2 separate regions of the Macaca mulatta genome follow, and region 1 is linked to region 2. Evidence: chromatin contacts called from public Hi-C data. All regions are on one chromosome and are shown on one strand. Each heading gives the region's core, a stretch centred on a gene start, on an enhancer-like site or on the middle of the called end of the contact. The rest is flanking DNA. Distances are from core to core; before and after follow the strand shown.

Region 1 (2,700 bases), core at 40-2,539, 47 kb after region 2:
TGCACCTGGCCAGTCAGCATCTTTTCAACACAGCCAATCTCTGTGGAATAAACCCTTCCTGTTCACCTTCCTTACCTGCCCCTGAAGTCCCTCCTTCCTGCAGGGCCCAACTCCACGTAGAGTGAGTGCAGCCACACAGCAGTAACCAGATAGAGCAGCCTCCCCTGCAGACATGAGCAAAGAAGGGATCCAGAGAGCCAAGGCTGTATCCTGAAAAGCAAGGATGGGGAGTAGGAGGGAGTAGGGCAAGTGCAGCAAAGAAGGGAAATTAAAAGGGCAGGACCAAGGCTTTGTAGACCACAAGAAGGAAGAGAATGTGCTCACATAGATTCTTGTGGGGTCAAAGGGGCAGTCGGTATGTCCCGGCCCCTCATCCAGTGGTACCAGAGGATCCAGCAGTCCTGGGTGGCAGTCAGCAATAAGGCGGCGGCCACCGTTGGCCACAGTGAGTGACACGGCAAGGAGGAGGCCCAGAGAGCAGGCAGCGGACAAGAGCAGGTTCACCAGAGCTAGTACCAGCAGGGCCCAGTGCTGGCAGGGACAGATCAGGGTGAGCAGCCTGGGCCTGGCTAACTCCCAGTGACTAGGCACCCAGTTTCTCTATTTGAGGCTCCTCCAATCTATTGAAAGACCAATCTCAGCCCCCATTTCCCTGACTCAAGCCTACTCGTTAAAAGCTCCAGGAAGTCCCTTCTCACCAGTGGAGGGCGAAGAAGGTTCCTGGACGCCAGGAGAGCCACAAGTCCCACGGAAACGCTCTGTGGAAGACACAAAGCCTTTGGCTTGCTGGGCTCTCCGGGCGCCCGGCCCCCACCCCGGGCCGCCTGCCGCGCTCACCAGCAGCCCCGAGCCGACGGAGATGACATTGGCCGTGGTGTACTCTGGCGTGACAGCGCCGCGGGGATTGGCCACGTGCCGCAGGACAGTGCCGTGCAGCACGGCCCCCAGCAGCAGGTTCACGTGGCCCACCAGGATCAGCGCGAGGCCCACGCGCATCAGCCGCCGGGGCCCCCGGGCGGCGTCTGCAAAGCACGGGTGAGGGCAGGGTTGAGTCGGGCGGGGTGGGGAGAGATGGCTCCTGGCGGGTTAACCGCGGGCAGTAGGACAGGCCAAGGGTGGCCCCAAGGTTAGGAGACAAGACGCCAGGTCCCGGAAGTTACCGAAAGCGCAGAGACTGCAGCGCCTCATCCCGTCCGCCGCGCCGGCCGCTGGGCCGCTCTACCTGGGCCCAGCCCCGCCCCAACCTGGGCCCCGCCTCCGTCCCGGGTTCCCCTCCCACCTGGGCCCCGCCTCCGCCCCGGGCCCGCTCCCCCTGGCGGGAAAGGCGCGAACACACGACGCTTTTAGCAAAAAGTAGACTTTTATTACAGCAGCAACTGAGGCGAATCGAATGGCCCCCCAGGGCCACCACTGCAGCACCACCTTTCTCTCCCGCCCCGGCCGCCCCAGCGGGATTGTAGAATTCGGCTCCCCTAGTGCCCGTGGGCCTCCTTTCCACACAGGCTGGGCGGGAGCCGGCAGATCAGCGACTAGCCCCCAACTAGAAGGCGGCTGCTGAGAAGGCCCAGGCCCACGTCTGTGCAAAACAAGTAAACAAAGTGCAGAGGGGAGGAAGAAAGGGGAGGGGGAGGATGATGCTCAGAACCAGGGAGCCCCCCCAGCCCTCCTGAATAATAAAGGAAGGAAGGGGCTTCACAGGGTAATACTGACTGGGGGGAAGGGATAGGAGGGCTGCAGCACGTCCAGGGACAGCCACAGCGCAGATCAGGGCCTGGCTCGAGTGAGCTCTAAGAGGAGACGGTGACAGCGGCTGAGTTGAGGGTACTGTTCCTGGCAAAATTGAACTTGTTCAAGGTCTCTTCTAGCAGAGAAGTCAGCCGGCTTTGGTCAGCCTGGGGAAGAAGAGCTCAGTGACATGGGGGCTGAGAGAAGAGAAGGCATGGGGGCAGCCAGGGCAGATGAAGGCAGAAACCTCACCTCACTAATGAAGCCCAGCTGCACCAGCTCAGCTGCCAACTCGGGGATGTTCTCATCTGACAGAGAAACAGGAGGGGGTGAGTACAGTATGGGACTGAGGGACCTGGGGCCCTTCAGACAGCCCCACCGGGGCTAAACTGTCAGATCCACCCACTGCTTTAGGGGCTAAGATAGTCATTCTATGTGAGTCAATGTGTTACTGCCTTGTCACCTCTCCCACCCCTGAATATGTCCCTAAAAGATAAGGCTCATAGACTCTCCATCCTCTGAGGGAAAGGAGAGACTCACTTGGCATCAGGTCACAGCTCAGGTGCCGGTTCAGTTTGTCCTCCAGCTTCAGCAGAAGCGTCAGCTGGAGAATAGGACAGTCAGAAAATGAGACTCTTCTTCCCTACCCTCTGGCCACCAGCCCTGCGCAACCCTAGCCCTGAGCCTTACATGGTGTTTGACTCCCTCCTCCACCGACTCAATGTTGCACTGCATCAGCACCACCTAGGGAAGGAAGAGAGGGTCACTCTAGAGACCTATCCATAAAAAACCCAATACCTAGACGTCTTTCCAGCCCATAGGGCATGGCTGCTAGGGAGCATTTTCTCTAAAGAATAGAGCCTTATTTGAGATGTTCTCTCTCCCTTCCACCACAGCCATGGAGACAATCCACACCCACACAGCCCCCACCTTGCGAGTCTCCACCTCAGCTGGTTCAGGTGTCGGAGTCTTGAC
Region 2 (2,700 bases), core at 12-2,511:
AAGATCGCGCTATTGCACTCCAGCCTGGGCAACAAGAGCGAAATTCACTCTCAAAACAACTACAGCAACAACAAACTGAACCATAAAAGCATTCCAATATAAACAGCAGTCTTTAACTCACCATTACCTGATTTGGAAGTAGGGTACCTTACGTTTCTTTGGCAGCTGGTTCCAAAACACTCATCTCTCAGATTCTGAGAATAAATGTCATTTATTGGAATGGGAGTGTCACAGATTATAGTATCGTGGCATGCAGAGAGCGAGCTTGGAGTTGAGAAGGAACATAAAAGCTGTTTAAAGCTACTAACTCTGGGTTGAATCCCAGTTCCAAGTCCTTCGCTGGCTGTGTTAGTTTGAGCAAGTGCCTTGAGTCTCCTGTTATGTAAAATGAGACTAATAATAACGCTATCCTCTTCAAAAGGCGGTTTTGGGATTAAATGACATAAATACACGTACAATACTTTACACAGTATCTGGCAGACACATAGTATTCATCGTTAGCTATCGTTATCAGCCTTGCGATTCCGTGCAAGTCATGTAACCTATTTGGGTACAATTCCGCCAACTGCAAAAGGCCTATCAGGGCAACCGCCCTGCTTCCCTCCAGGGTTGTGAGGATTAAAAGAGAGTGCACTCGGCCGGGCGCGGTGGCTCAAGCCTGTAATCCCAGCACTTTGGGAGGCCGAGACGGGCGGATCATGAGGTCAGGAGATCGAGACCATCCTGGGTAACACAGTGAAACCCCGTCTCTACTAAAAATACAAAAACTTAGCCGGGCGAGGTGGCAGGCGCCTATAGTCCCAGCTACTCGGGAGGCTGAGGCAGGAGAATGGCGTGAACCCGGGAGGCGGAGCTTGCAGTGAGCTGAGATCCGGCCACTGCACTCCAGCCTGGGTGACAGAGCGAGACTCCGTCTCAAAAAAAAAAAAAAAAAAAAAAAAAAAAAAAAAAAAAAAAGAGAGTGCACTCAGCAACAGCCAGGTACATCAAAGAGCGAGACGGACCGCTATGACGTAGGACCCAGGGCTGGCCGAAGACTTGTGGGCGGGGCTTGGTCTCGAGTTTGCATGCGGCGACGGGATTGGTCAAGGGGAGCATTCATCAAGCCCTCTCAAGGGCCCGCCCTAGATCTCACCGCGCTTGCGCACGTTCTGTTTGCTTCGCCGCAAAGCTACGTGTGACCTTGCGACGCGTGTTGCGCTCCGGTCGCATAAGCGTCAGCGGCTGTCGCTGCGACTGCGTGGCGGGTTGTCCAGGTAACCACGGGAGTTGTCGCTGTCTGGTAGCATCTGAGAGACAAGTGTGCGTCATGCAGTTGAAGCACCTGAGGACCCTGCTGAGCCCTCAGGTGAGGAGTTGCGTGCCAGTCCCTCCCCCTTCCGCTTTATGTTCCAAGAAAAGTGGGGGAACTGAAGTTTAATGATATTGAGCTCCTACTGTGTGCAGAAGGCTATAAAGGATATAGCGATGATCTGGACCCTGTCCTGTCGATACAGTGTTCAGGAGGCGAGATGCAGCGCTAAGGACTTGCAGCTTTCCTTACATTTCATTCACATCAGTTGTGTACAGGCCCCGTGCTGGGACTCGAAGGATACCCAAACCACCCGACTTATTCCCCTGCCTTCAGGAGGCTCGTATTAGAGGGAGAGGTGCACATGTAAGCAGCGAGTATGAATCTGCCCATAATTAAATAAACGCCTTAGGTGCAAGCCCTGAAGGGGGAGTGCAAAGACCGAACCGTGTATTCTGATTCAGGAGAGGCTGGGCACCAGGTGAGGAGCCCTGAAACATGGTGAAGAAAGGGTGGACTTTGGAGTTAGCACAGCAGAATTTAAGTCCTAGCTCCACCACTTCTTTCTTACTTTCTTTCTAAAATTTCTTACCTTGCCCTTATTTCAGATCCACCACTATTTATTTATTTAACTATTTGAGTCAGAGTCTTGCTCTGTCGCCCAGGCTGGAGTGCAGTGGCGTGATCTCACTGCAACCTCCGCCTCCCGGGTTCAAGCGATTTTCCTGCCATAGCCTCCCAAGTAGCACCCCCGGTTAATTTTCGTTTGTTTGTTTGCTTGCTTTTGTTTTTGTTTTTTGTGGAGATGAGGTTTCCCCATGTTGACCAGGCTGGCCACCACTACTTTAAACAAATGAGCTGATATCTCTAACTTTAGCCTTTATCATACAGTGTCTCGGAGCACTCACAAACTTCTTCATTTGAAAAACATGAGTACTAAAGGCAACTTTGGGGGACTTGGGGAAGAGTTATATAGAGTAATATACACAAAAGAGCATTGTAAACTGAAAAGCAGTGTGAAAAATTGATAGACAAGAGGAAAGGACATTCAAAAATCAAAGGACAGAATAATACAAAGCTAATAAGAATAAGATGTCTGGCCAGGCACAGTGGCTCACACCTGTAATCCCAGCAATTTGGGAGGCCAAGGTGGGAGGATCACTTGGGCCCAGGAGTCCAGGACCTCTACAAAAAAATTTTGACCAGATGCAGTGGCTCATGCCTGTAATCCCAGCACTTTGGGAGGCCGAGGCGGGCGGATCACCTGAGGTCAGGAGTTCGAGTCCAGCCTGGTCAACATGGTGAAACCCCATCTCTACTAAAAATACAAAAATTAGCCAGGTGTGGTGGCAGCTGCCTGTAATCCCAGCTGCTCAGGAGGCTGAGGAAGGAGAATCGCTTGAACCTGG

Evidence for each region. Hi-C and Micro-C count contacts between places; a contact is called where the count stands out from the background.
Region 1: a contact with region 2 is called in a Hi-C map of CD4 T cells, with 2.1 times the contacts expected there. The contact joins the promoter of KRTCAP3 here to the promoter of IFT172 in region 2. A contact is called at or near these places in 2 of 14 Hi-C or Micro-C datasets (CD4 T cells and fetal cortex germinal zone).

The regions. Positions count from the first base shown.
Region 1 is chr13:97,539,456-97,542,155 of T2T-MMU8v2.0, forward strand. KRTCAP3 (keratinocyte associated protein 3) reads right to left here and starts at 1,290. Exons shown (of 6, transcript XM_077959860.1): 1 at 1,161-1,290; 2 at 838-1,022; 3 at 699-758; 4 at 325-531; 5 at 76-210. The coding sequence starts at 1,188. NRBP1 (nuclear receptor binding protein 1) reads right to left here. Exons shown (of 17, transcript XM_077959840.1): 13 at 2,656-2,700; 14 at 2,416-2,469; 15 at 2,266-2,329; 16 at 1,978-2,033; 17 at 1,342-1,892. The coding sequence ends at 1,788.
Region 2 is chr13:97,492,590-97,495,289 of T2T-MMU8v2.0, forward strand. IFT172 (intraflagellar transport 172) reads left to right here and starts at 1,262. Exons shown (of 48, transcript NM_001257589.1): 1 at 1,262-1,348. The coding sequence starts at 1,310.